2 separate regions of the Ovis aries genome follow, and region 1 is linked to region 2. Evidence: chromatin contacts called from public Hi-C data. All regions are on one chromosome and are shown on one strand. Each heading gives the region's core, a stretch centred on a gene start, on an enhancer-like site or on the middle of the called end of the contact. The rest is flanking DNA. Distances are from core to core; before and after follow the strand shown. Region 1 holds the start of EN1 (engrailed homeobox 1). Region 2 has its middle 180 kb from the start of EN1.

Region 1 (6,683 bases), core at 2,539-5,038, 180 kb before region 2:
CGGAGGGTTGAGAGGGGTCCCTGTCTTGCTTACCCCACCCTCCACCATTGAAAGCCTCTTTCAGCTCCCTTCTCCCTTCAGTGAAGTGAGGAAAAGAAATGCTCCTTTTGGCATTAAAAATCCTTTTTTTTCTCATCATTCACCACTTCTATGTGGGCTGGCAGAACTCGGGGACAGTCAATTTATTGCATAGATATAGCTATGTCAGTGGCCTTCTGTGAGCCCTCTGGCCCCAGCGGAGCGGCACAGCTTAGAACTGAACTTCCATATCTTTGGCCCTGGAGCAGAGGACATTTGAAGAAAAGGATTCCATTGGATTTGCGAAAATTCTCCCAACCTGCTTCCTGATAGCCTACCCCTTCCTGGACATCTATCAAGTTGGTAGAAATTCGAAAAGGCACAAACCAGTACCCCTTAAGAGACTGCCACAAAAGTGCACTCACACCTGCACACACATTGCTCCACACACACTTAACCCCTCTACCTACAGGCTTTTACACACAACTCACCCTGCCCGTATTTCATCACCCACATGTCCATTCTTGGGCACCCTCCGAGACCTCTGGACCCTCACACACCCACCTGGATCAACATTTGCTCTCTGTGACACCCTACTATTAGGCTTGCCAGGACACCAACCCGCTAACACCAAGTTCCCAATAATATTTTCATTTTCAGGAAGAAGAGAGGACGGCGCGGGCCCTGGTAGGGGTCTCGGAGAGCAAGCGGCTCTGGATGCGGAGCGTCGGCGGAGGCCTGGCCTGGGGGAGGATGCTGTTGCGGGTGGGGGGACGAACCAGCGCGAGGAGCACCGCCTAATCCAGCCGGAGCTCGTGGGCCGCGGGTGCATTTATCATCCCATTACTGTAACAAATCCGGGCTCCACTACATGAAAGGTAAAATGAATTACCGACGTTAAGCCGTCAATAAAGTCATTTCTGTAAATGGTGTCTCCAAAGGGCCGCCGCATTATTCAGCTGGCTTTATCAGCTGGCTGGAAATTACGTGGAGGAGCCGGGCCGCGCGGCGCGCGGGGCCGCTCACTTTGATTAAGCGTCTTGCCAGCGCGATGTGACAGAGCTTTTGACCAGGGTTTTATTCACAGGCCTGTGATGAACGCCAAGCTGATCAGGCGGAATGAAGAGTAATTAAAACCTATAAATTATCTTCCGCAGCCCTTCTCGAGGCGTCTCCTGCAGGCGAGATAAGGCGTCGAGACCCTATTTACGGCGCTGAAAGGGACCGCGGCGCACAAAAGCTACGCGGCTAAATAGGATATTGATAGTGTCCTAATTAGAATTTAATTAAGTACCCACGCTCGCTTGCGGGATAAAGATTTCAATTTTGCTAACTTAAATATAAATAATCCCACACCCATTTCGGGGAGAATGGGTGGGGGCACAGGGAGATTTCGGGGAGCCCTTGGGTGCAGAACTGAGGAGGACCCGGGAGACCTTCAGGTGGGTTTGGGGGACGACTTGGGAGGTTTGAGGAGATCACGTCGGGCCTGCTTTAGCGCAGCGCTTCGGGAAAGTGGTTCTCGCCGCCCCGGAACCGCTGGGAAAGTCCAGCTAGAATTCCAAAAGCCCCGAGCATCGGAAGACCCTCGGCTGACCCGGAGATGCAGCTAGCAATACCAACTCCCGCTCTCCACTAGCCCCTTGTGAGAAACTTCGGTTAGTGCGGGGGTTCCGGTTATTGTGATTTTCGTTTTATTCTCTTCCTAACCCTCTGTGACTTTTCTGGGCACAGGAGGATTATTTTGCATGCTTCCGTTAGACAACATCCTCAAAAAGATCCTTTCTCCATCGCCCCAGTTAAGAATGGCGGTTCCGACTAGATGCCCACTGGAGCTCCGTGATAACACCCTCTCGGAGGCCTCAGTTGCCCGAGTTTTTCTATGCTTCACCACATGGTCGGATCCCGGCCCTCCTTGGTAGGCAAACCAAACCCCGCCGATGTTCAGCGCCTCACCTTCCCCTACCCTGTCCCTGGCAGTGGGAAAACTTCGGGGTGCCTCGACAAGGAAACAGCGAAGAAGAGCCAGCGACTGGAGACAGATCTCCGTGAGCGTGGGAGCGGCGGGAGCCCGTGCAGTTCCTCCCTCCCCCAAAAAACTGATAAGAAAATTCAGGGCTACAGTGAAGGGGCCTTTAAGGACTGGGGAACAATCCCAGGAAAATCTGGGCTACTGGGGGAAATTCGCTGTCCAGCTGGCTAGGGCAAATACCAAGAGTGCAGTACTTTTATCCGCTGGATTTCACTTCGCGTGGAAATAGAAAACGGAGGTTTCCCTGAGCTCAAAAGCCAGGGCCTCGGGGGTATCCGCACCCTGACTTACTTGGCTCAGGACAACTGTAAGGTGCCCGGACCGCTCGACTCTGGCGGCCAGAAAAGGACTCTCTCGCGCCCTCTGGACCTGGCTTAATGGCGGCGGGACAGCTCCTAGGGGTTGTCAAAGGTCCCGCCAGGGAAGGGCATGGGTACGGAAACCCCGGGAAGGGCACGCAGTGCAGCCGGCCAACATCCACTACAACCCTACAAACCTAGCTAGGCGCAGCTGGCCGCTGGCGTTTGCTACTTGTGAAAAATAAACCGCTCCACTGAAAGTAGCCAAATCTACGTCTGTTTCACGTCTCCGACCACCCTCGGTTCACCTCTCCCCACCCCACACCCCCCACTCCCCAAACACACACCATATACACACAGACTCCGACAGTGATAGCACTCTTTCACCCTTAATAACGAGCAAGAAAAAGCTAGAGCGAGAAAATAAACGGCTGTTTCTTAGGCATGGGGGTTGCCAAAAGAGCCGATGCCGCTGCCTCCTGATCCTGCGCCTGTACGGACGCACTCATAATTCTGCATTTCTCCAACAAGTTGTTTATGGAGTTGTCTATTTGCGTACACCCCGCAATCCACCCCTTCTCGGTCTCCTTTGCCCCTTCCTCGGTCCTGGCCTGAAAGAGGGGGAGGGGCTCGGGTGCGGATAAGGGAGGGAGGGCCGGACACACGGGGCCCGCGCCGCGGCTCCCCCTCTCCGCCCGCGGCCGCCGCCCCCGGATTATTTATCCGCAAAGTCCCGCGCGCGCCTATTGGGCCGAGGCCCGGGTGTCAGCGCGAGTCCTGGCTCGCCATTGGCCCCGCACACGTGCGGCCCTGACTCACGTGCTTCCGGTTTGAAGGCAAAAAGTGTGCCTGGGTGATTTTTTTTTAAGCGAGAGAGTTTGAGCAAAGATCCGAGCTGTCAGAGATTTGAAAAAAAAAAAAAAAAAAAGCAGCCCCGGCGCTGGCGGAGACGCGCTCTCCCTGCAAAAAAAGCAAAGGCGATTAAAGGCGCTGCCAGCCTCGCGCTCTGGGCACAGCTGAGCGTGACACTCGGGGAAGTCAAACCCCTCACTACTGCCTAGGAAAATGGCTAGACTTTAAAGACTATTTTTTTTTTTTATCTTTAAGAAAAAAAAATTCTTGGAGATTTTTTTCTTGCTTTTTCCTTTCCTGTTTTTTTTTTTTCTTTATTTTTAGCCGTGGCTTACTCCCCATTTAAAACAAATTGATTCTGGTTGCAGAAAGAAAAAAGAAATAGCCAAGTGTCTCCATATCTGGATATCTACAAATTAGAGAGAGACAGCGAGATCTGCTCGATAAGAGCGAGAGATCCAGGCCAGGCGCCTGGGCTTTTTTTTCTGCACCCGCCCCGTGCCTTCGCTGGGGCTTTGCCGGCCTCCTTCCTCCGCACACCCCCACGGGCCGCTGGCAAAGTGGGGTGGGGAGCGAGGCGGGGGGGGCGGGGGCCGGCGCGGCGGCCGAGGCGGCGGGGCGGCCGAGCATGGAAGAACAGCAGCCGGAACCTAAAAGTCAGCGCGACTCGGGCCTCGGCGCGGCGGCGGCGGTGGCGGCGGCCCCCGGCAGCCTCACCCTGAGTCTCAGCCCCGGCGCAAGCGGCAGCAGCAGCAGCGATGGAGACAGCGTGCCGGTGTCCCCACAGCCTGCGCCCCCCTCGCCGCCCACGGCGCCCTGCCTGCCGCCCCTGGCCCACCACCCGCATCTCCCCCCGCACCCCCCGCCCCCGCCGCCGCCGCCGCCGCCGCCGCAGCAGCAGCAGCATCTCGCGGCGCCTGCTCACCAGCCGCAGCCCGCGGCCCAGCTGCACCGCACCACCAACTTTTTCATCGACAACATCCTGAGGCCGGACTTCGGCTGCAAAAAGGAGCAGCCGCCGCCGCAGCTCCTGGTGGCGGCGGCGGCGGCGGCCGGAGGAGGCACAGGCGGAGGCCGGGTCGAGCGTGACAGAGGCCAGACCGGCTCAGGTAGAGACCCCGTCCACCCGCTGGGTACGAGGTCGCCAGGCGCCGCCTCACTCCTGTGCACCGCGGACGGGAACTGTGGCCCACCCGACGGCTCCCCGCCAGCCACCGCCGGCGGCGCGGGCGCGTCCAAAGCTGGGAACCCGGCGGCGGCGGCGGCGGCAGCGGCTGCAGCAGCGGCCGTGGCGGCGGCGGCGGCGGCGGCAGCAGCGGCCAAGCCTTCGGACAACGGCGGTGGCAGTGGAGGCGGCGTGGGGAGTCCAGGTGCGCAGGGTGCCAAGTACCCGGAGCACAGCAACCCGGCCATACTGCTAATGGGCTCAGCCAACGGCGGGCCCGTCGTCAAAACTGACTCGCAGCAACCCCTCGTGTGGCCCGCCTGGGTCTACTGCACGCGCTACTCCGATCGCCCGTCCTCCGGTGAGTACCCAGCCCTAGGCTGCGCGGTGAACAGGCAGACGCCGGTAGAACTCTCAGCCGCCGGGCTGGGGAGAGCGTGCGGGCCGGATCCCGAGGGTTCTCTTTTCTCACGCCTGCTCTCTCATTTTCACCTTCGATTCCAGTCACTACCGACTGTTATACCGAGTTTTGCGTTCCCGGGCTCTGCGACTACCACCTGGGAGGTTACGGCTCAGGGTTACAGGGAGTGGATCCTTCGATTTTGAACTCCGAGCCCTTCTCGCCTTCTTTGTGTTTTACCTTTATTATTCTTAGTAAACACCCAATCAGTCATTGCTTTTTCTTCCAGGAAAAGGGGTTTTTAGAATCAGCGGGAAGGTGGGCCTAGCGATCTGGGTCTCAAATCCTGCGGAGGCCGAAACTGAGCAAGGCTTTGATTAGAGAAATTATCTTCGCTTTGTGTCGTTGCAGACATAAACACTGTATCGATATTTTCTGCGGAGAGATCATTTGCAAAGAGATAGATGTAAGGAGACACAGGAAGAAAGAGAAACGTGTCTGATAGCTGTCCTTCTTCGGCAAGCCGGGTAGCCAAAAGGGCCTGACCCGCCTGGGTAGAATCCAGGGAAAGGCGGTTTCGGAAACAGCGGGTGCCGAGAGCCCCTGGCTCCCGATTCTCTGGAACTGACAGATAAACGAGGGAGAGGACAGAAAATACCTTAGGCTCAGGCCAGAGACCTGGGCCGAGGGCATGAGAGCCAGCCCCCACCTCAGCTTCTCCGTGGCCGCCTGGCACATCCTCCCGGGCCCTGCCCCTTCCTTTTTTCACTCCTTCCTTCCGTACATCTGCCCGTTAGCAAATTTCTGCCAGCCATGGGCCCATTTTTCTCAATTTTCCTTTGGCCTTTCCCCACATACCTCTTTGAGTTTGGAGAACCCCAGGCCGAGAGGTACTCAGGGGCAGCCACGAGGCCCCTGGAGAGGAGGCTGTGGCCTGCCCGCCTCCGGGGACCGCAGCTCCCAGGAGGCTGATGGGCGCCTCGAGGAGGGCGGCAGGGGTTCTGGTCTACGATTGGGGTTCCGCGCCTGGGTCTGGCAGGAGGCCGGGCTGGCGTCGCCGTGTGGCGCTCCACTCCGAGTGGTCTCTGACTTCCCACCGCTGCTGGCCGGGCGCGGATCGATGAGCGCTATCAGCCCCCGCCATCTCGAGCCCCGTTATTGACACATCGGGCTCCCTGAACCTCCGAAAAGCTGCTTTGATTGACTCGCCTGATGGATAGAGTGATTGAGCTGTCAGGCTGTGCCGCTCAGGCTGGCCAGGAGGCTACGATTTTATTACAAGTGTTCATGCCTCTGCAAGGGCACCCATACACACAGTAACAACAACAACAACAACAAAACAATTGCAACAATGCTCTAACAACCTAAGGGATGCCCGTCTCACAATGGGGCCTTTCTGAGGTTGCACACATTTCCTGGGCCACTTCTGCTCGACCAGCTAATTACTAACCTAAACCAAGGCCTTCCTGGCCCCTCACCCCGCCTCCCAGTGCTTTCTGCATCGGGCTCAGGAGTGGGCCTTGTCTTTGTTCTTGGCTGCTTTCCTTCTTACAAACCTGGGGAGGCAGGGTGCTGGTTTCTAATCCTGCAGGGGCAGTTGAGGGAGAGGAACCTCAACCCAGTCTTGAGTTGCGGTGGTCGGCCAGGCCTGGACTCTTTTGTCACAGGACAGCTGGTGACCCCTGGCGCTGGACTGCCCCAGAGGCCAGCTGCCTGGTTTACCCCTCTGCCACTAGGTTTGGAGATGCCGGTGCAGACCCTTCTTTCCAGACAATTTTAGAGGTTAACAGGCCAGATAGGGACTTCGCGCAGCTCGGGAAGCTCCCATAATCATGACAGGGCCCAGCAAGTAAATGCCAGAGAAGACTTACTTGTGGAGGCCTCTCTTTTTCCTCCTCTCTTCAGGGCTGGGCTTCA
Region 2 (6,772 bases), core at 2,262-4,761:
ATTTCTAGTTGACAAAGACTTAGACTAGATTATCCCCATGATCACTTCCAACTCTACAATCTCACGATGAACTATAATTCCTGCCACTTTTTATGGAAGATCTTTCCATTCCTATCCAAAACTCGTATCGATGCCCCTGTGAGACTTTTCAGTATGGGAGCTGAAGTGAAGGGGGAAAATGTGGTTCTTGGTATTTTCTTTCCTAAAAAAAGGGATTCAGTTAGGGCCACTCTTGTCAATCATGAGGGGAAAATAGACTCTAAAAGCTCAACAAATTTCAGCTACAAGTGTGGCTCTTTCTCTCTCGTGGTTTAGTTCGTCACTGCAGAGCACTTGTTTGGGAAAGGGAGCTCTGATCCAGCGCAGATGGGGAAAACTGAGAGACCTCTCCCCACGCCCCCTCCACACACTCACCGTCCACTCTTCTCTGCATGTCCCACCCTCCCTTCCCTCTGGTGCAGGAAAGGAAGGTTTTCTGCATCTGAAGTCAAGGCCATGACCACATCCAGCACACTGACCACAGCAAGGGGTGGCCTCACATCCTCCTTGGGAAGTCACAGAGGCCAGTGCAGATCACTGTTGGTCATTGCCCAAATGGGAAAGAACATTTTTTCCCCAGACCATTATTAAGAATTTTATACAATCACACATGCTCATCTCTCTCACGTGCAGACATACACTCCCAAAGAGAAAAACTCATCCCTGAGTATTGGGTCATAAATTATATGAGGTACATTTCATTATAAAGTACATTTCTTTAGTCCTTTATGAATGCTCTCCACTTACCCCAGGAGGGCTGTAATGTACACTGACATCTTACTTTCTTCCAAGAAGCATTCCCTCGAATTGTTTAGTATGTGGGGCCTGGCTGGGCAAACAAACCTATGCTAGAAAATGAAGGCAGTCGACTCTTATAAATGGGAATACAATCACGCATCTATGCTTGGGCTCCAGGGAGCTCACATATAATCTTTAGAAAAGCTGGGTAAGTAAACATCAGAGAAAGAAATGTCTGATGGAGAAAGCGGTCTGCATAAACAGTGAAATGCATAATTGCTACGGTCCAGGAATATTGGAAGCCAAGTGATTCTAAAGCTGGAAAGCCATGAATGAGTATTTAACAAGTCGGTCCTCATTATGTTTGATTTTTAATTTTGATGACTTACTGTATCAGTCCATCCCTCTCCCAGCCCCCACCTGATCCTTTCTAAGATACATTCTCTTAAAGTGGAAAACTGTGGAAAGGTAAAAAAATTGAGCAATTTAGAGACAACATCGGGGCCTTTCCACTTTCATCAGCTAACAAAACCAGCAGCAGCAGAGGATGTGGCAGGATCTTTGAGCGGTTGGGTTTTATTGAAACTGAAATAGTTCAGTTTTACCTTGCAGAAGATCAGAAACCAAAATTGAACTTATAAAATTGAACTCAGATGAAGAACACTCCTGTCTTTGGAGTGCTACTAAACAATCTGCAAATTATTTAAATTAAACCAACCCAGCCTTCAACATCTGCACACAAAATGCTTAAATTCCAAGTGCAACTTTACTGGCATAAGAAAATAATAAGGGGAGTTCAATTTGTGTCAGCATGGCTCAGGAAAATAAGATATCATGTCTTGCTGTCTGCTTGATGTCAGCTTCTCAGATGCGAGCCCTAATGCCTCATCCTAGACTGTCCGCACCAGAGCCTGCCAAACAGAGAAGTTCAGCCAAAGTTCACCAAGCTACTACCAAATAGCTTTCCCCCCCTCCTTTTTCAATCATTAGAAACCTTCTGTTTTATATTGTGCACACGTGATCGTATCTACCTCTTAAAACATATATAACTCTATTAGCTTCTCCTATTCCTTGGGAATGCTGTCAATTCTTTTCTGTGATGAGTTTGTTCCATGGCTTAGAGATATTCAACTTTTAAACTTTCACTGCATTTACTAGATCCTATCTGAAATGCTTGGTCAGGAGACACAGATAAAATCTGTAATATTCAAGATGATTTGAAAATAATTCTTTTTTAAATAAACAAATAAATAATTGGAAAAAAAAGCAGACCAATCAATCACTGTCCAAGAGGGCTTCAGAAATGCTTTTTCAGCCCTTTCTTTCTCCTCATTCAAATCAGAGGCTTACTTAGGGCTTGCCAGAGAACCTGTGCTAAGACTAGCATCCAACTCTCCAAAAACCCCCGAGCACAGACTTCAGTTCTAATCTCCTCTTCAGCTGAGCTCCTGAGACGACCAACAGGGTAATTACACAGACCGTTTTCCTCATTTTCGTTGTTTAGTCTTGATTTACTTTAAATGACTGCAACTCTCATTCCTCCCAGTGAAATTGTGCACCCACACTTTTAATCATACAAAACCAACATTTTAATGCTGCTGGGTGATGTATCAATTTAGGGTCCTGGGATGACCAAAGAGCTAGAATTTCACTCATCAGCAGAAATGCAGCTTGAGTAGGTGTGTGAAGACAAAAATAAGCGCAGTGAAGTCTTTGATCTACTGCGTACATCTTCTATAAAAATACCTTTCCTATAGTGTAACATGTCACATTTAATCTATGTTCCATCTTTCCCATCTATCTTCCAACCATCTCTTGGTCCTTTTTTTAAAGAACCAAACACCAATGCTCTAAACAGCCTTGTGGGAGCAAAGTCTTCTTTGTTCCCATTTGGTGATATGCTTAGGGTGGGGTGTGAAAACCCCACCAGACAACAGGAAGAATACCTCCCTGGCCTATCACGTTCAAATTCAGTACTGGGCTACTCCCTTCTTACTGTTTCAAAGACAATTAAAATAATGTTGAAATTCACATTTCAGGTAAGTCATAGCTGATTATAAAACAGTTATATATAAAAAAATCTTTCTTTACAATTAGCTTTGATTCGGACAACATTCACTTACATTAAATATTTGTCTACCAATTGCTGAGAATGGTTTCTTGAAGCAATTTGGATAAACTAGTACACATCAACCTGGTCTAAATACAAACAAAAGTGAAACAAATCCTAAAATATAGCAATATTAAAAGTATAATCTTATCCCATGCTGATGATTATTATCTTGATTTCTTTTCATCTTTCATATCGTAAAATAATTCAGCTTAAGCACCGCATGTAAAGGAGCTGGTCTACTGATTCATATTTCACTTAATCTGGTATCAATTACTGGCTGAGATTTGGAAAATTCAATGTCTGTGTAGATGAAATGCTTTAATACCTTAGATAGTAGCTGGTTTCTGGGTCCAGCCTGAAATGACATGGTCAGAAAAGTTTAAAATATTTTTGCTAGATTCAAAGATGAGCAAGATTAAAAATTCCCAAATGTGTATTCTGGAATCCCTCCAAAACATTCCATCTTTATTCATTATTGGATATTGTCTTGATTAAAATTCCTGTTGGTTTGTTCTATGGTTAAGTAGTAATCTTGTATCTTAGCATTTGGAATGTATTGGTATCATGTGACGAGCACAGAGCCCGAATGAATATAGAGAGATCTCTTTCACAAGTCAACAAGGAGGACTTAGAGCGTTCAGATTTCAGCAGAGCTGTTTGGGGGGAGATGGGGGTTATCTGCTCAGCACATTCTTTCCAAAAAGTGAGTCAGAAAGAGAACTGTTCAAAGCAAAATGATTTTTCCTACAACACCAACGTCCTGAATCAAGGCAGTTTTCTCTAGAGGAAATAAGATATTTTCCCTTTTCTTTTTCTTTATCTCTTTTGTTCTATTTCTAGCATTTGGTGCCCTTCATTGCTAGTTTCACCCAGTAACATGTGAAAAATGTACTCGACAATGCAAAGCAGATGACTTGGTCACCATCTTCTGAGTCACCATTCTGTTCTCTGCATTCCTGCAGATGCCTTTCAAAACCAGAAAATGATTCTGTTAGGAGCCAGAGAGAAGGAAAATAACACTGAAAAAAATGTGCCTACTTATACAGCCAGCACAGATACTTTTGTGACTTGTCCCCTAACTGGCAACCTGCTTGGCACTGGGTGTTCCCAGGGAGTTTAGGCCTAGACCCGAAGCCTGGAGAAGGTCTGGGAGAGCAGAGAAGTTCACTTTGGCAGGCTTCGCTGGCCTTTCATTTTATTTTACATCTTAATGGTTACATGGAAGGGAGCGCTGTGACAGGGAGGAAAGGGGAGGACATTGGTGAAGATCTGGGCCTCTTGAGGCGAGGTGAGCTGTGTCTACCTCTTGTGTGCTGCAGATGCATCTGTTAGTTAGAAAAAGTCAGAGCCAAGGTTGTAGGCATAGACCCAACTTTTAAGAAAGTTGTCAGGTATACCAAGTCACCCTCTAAGTCCTCTCTGGAGTGGTAGGTTGGGATATCTCATGAGATTGGGTGAAGATATGATCCCAGTGACCATGACTCTGGAGAAATGAGTCAACTGACTGCTTTCATGGGTGCAAAAGAGCACACAGTAGGTGCTGTATGCCTCTCTGGGCATCAGGAAGCATGCCTCCTAGTGATCTGGTCTTTGTCTTGGGGAAGGGGGTAGATTAGACCACATTTCATTAGAGTTTTACCAATGAATGTGTTCACTAAGCATCTCACTCACCATACGCAGAGATAATGATCAAGAAGATGTCCAGTTTGTTGTACACAAGCTCTAAGAAGAAGGTTATATCTGTTTCATTCTTACCCTAAGAACCAGTGCTTATGACAGCGGCTGCACATAAATATCTGTCAATGAATGAATGGTATGATATGAAGATGCTGAATCAAAAACCAGCCAATGCACTGGTCAGGGGGATTTTGAGCATAGTGAGCCTATAATCACACTCGGTATCTTAACAAGCTAAATTTTAAGAAGACTGAAGCAAGGAAAGGGAGAGTACATGGTAACAATCATTGGCACTTGCATGTATTAGAAAATTTCTCCTATTCTTTGATGAGTAGGTATGGTCCCATTTTCCAGATTAGGAAACTGCGACTTGGAGAAGATAAGCCATTTGCCTAAGATCACACAGCTAACGAGTGATTGATATGTGGTTCAGACCCAGGACTCTTATGTTGGAGTTTATGTTCAGATGGGACTAGAGGGTGTGTATTTCTGAGTATTGTGACTGCTACACCCCATATATCCACAAAAATAGTCCCCCCAGATTCAGATTGGCTTTTAATAGTCCATGCATCTGATATCGTTTTCTAGGTTGGCAAAACTATTTTTCAATTACTCCAGCACTTCCTTACCAGAGTCTCACTACATCAGCATTTAGGGATATATAAGACTGCTTACACTGATGCTGGAAAAAAGTTTTAAAATCTTTTTATGGGAAGTTTTTAGAATTCTGTGATTTAAACCAGATTAAACAGGTGAAAGAGCTTTTTTAGACTGCTTGGCTCAATACTAAAAAATTTGTTCTGAATCCAAATCCAGGATAAATATATTAGCTTTTTCTAGCCAAGAGTTTACAGAAGCAAGAAATAAATCAACATGCCTTCAACCCCAGGAGGTTCATGGAAGAGGGAGATGAATGCATGATCAGGTCTCAGAGGGCTCAGGCTTTAGTTCCAACTCTGCTTTTGAACTGCTGTGTGATCTTGGATAAGTCCCTTCACCTCTCAGGATGGCAGGCTTATCTATGATCAAATAAGGGAATAATAACCCTTGCTTTGCTTGCTGTGCTGTGCTTAGTTGCTCAGTCATATCTGATTCTTTGCCACCCCATGGACTGTAGCCTACCAGGCTCTTCTGTCCATGGGGGTTCTCCACGCAAGAGTACTGGAGTAAGTTCCCATGCCGTCCTCCAGAAGATCTTCCTGACCCAAGGATCAAAGGAGGGTCTCCTGCATTGCAGATGGATTCTTTACCAGTTGAGCTACCAGGGAAGCCCCTTGCTATGCTTCCTGCTCAGATATTGGAATCAAGAGAAATAATGGAATTACAATACTTTGAAAAGTTATAGAATCCAATTAAGAAAGCATCTAAGTTTGTGATGAAAGTGTACTACTTTCTGTTTGAATGGAGTTTGAGATTTTCCCCATCTAACTATTTTAACTTAATTTTCATCTTCAAAGATAACACATACTTTTCTCATTTAGAATTTTACCGGGCTTTTTCACTGAACCTAATGGCACTCTTCTCCCCTTTGGCATTTGTAAATATTTCTCTGATTTTTTTTTCCTTTTTAATTTTAGTTCAATCAGAATTTACTGTTTTTCTCTAAGGCAATAAGTCCAAGTACCTGAATTCACCTCAAAGGGCACAGAGAGTTGAGATATTTCTCTCTGTACATACATTTCTAGGGTTGGCCCCAGATATGAAACATAATTATGGTGCTTTCTTGCCTGATATTAGACAAGTCTGAGGAGGCCTGGCGTACATTCCTTGGGCTCATGAGTAATTATGGTGTTGGTGATGATCAGCTACTTTATAAGGTCTTGAGTGGCTGAGATTCTAGTTTTTATGCAATGCACATAGCCCATGAATTTAATTACCACCATCTTGGTGCCTGACAAATATGCTTCGCTTGTAAGCCCTGTACGTATTTACGTTCAGACGGGACTAGAGGGCATGTACTTCTGAGTATTGTGGCTGCTACACCCAATACATCCACAAAAATAGTCCCCCCAGAGTCAGATTGGCTTTTGTTTTAATAGTCCATGCATCTGATATTGTTTTCTAGGTTGGCAAAACTATTTTTCAAGTTCTCTTTTTCTCCACCTCCTTTCTTCTCCCTTCCTGCCTTTGTCTAAACTTTAGAATGCTGTGTTTCCTTTTGAAAGATTAAGTAAGAGGGAACACGTGTGTAAAGTCATGGCCAAC

What was found. A called contact is a pair of places that touch in the nucleus more often than the background predicts.
Region 1: a contact with region 2 is called in a Hi-C map of tail adipose tissue, with 2.7 times the contacts expected there. The contact joins the promoter of EN1 here to the enhancer-like site in region 2. A contact is called at or near these places in 2 of 16 Hi-C or Micro-C datasets (both in tail adipose tissue).

The regions. Positions count from the first base shown.
Region 1 is chr2:184,154,670-184,161,352 of ARS-UI_Ramb_v3.0, reverse strand. EN1 (engrailed homeobox 1) reads left to right here and starts at 3,788. Exons shown (of 2, transcript XM_027965030.3): 1 at 3,788-4,727. The coding sequence starts at 3,830. LOC132659321 (a long non-coding RNA gene) reads right to left here and starts at 5,750. Exons shown (of 5, transcript XR_009599622.1): 1 at 5,625-5,750. It overlaps LOC121818550 (a long non-coding RNA gene), which reads left to right. Exons shown (of 2, transcript XR_006058516.1): 2 at 679-958.
Region 2 is chr2:183,975,225-183,981,996 of ARS-UI_Ramb_v3.0, reverse strand. No RefSeq gene overlaps it. Among named protein-coding and RNA genes, the nearest start is that of EN1, 180 kb to the left of the region's middle. Within about 2 kb of position 3,511, at least 5 of the 54 cell types and tissues checked have an H3K27ac peak or open chromatin away from gene starts, as enhancers often do. A contact at or near this core is called in tail adipose tissue, where this site is marked.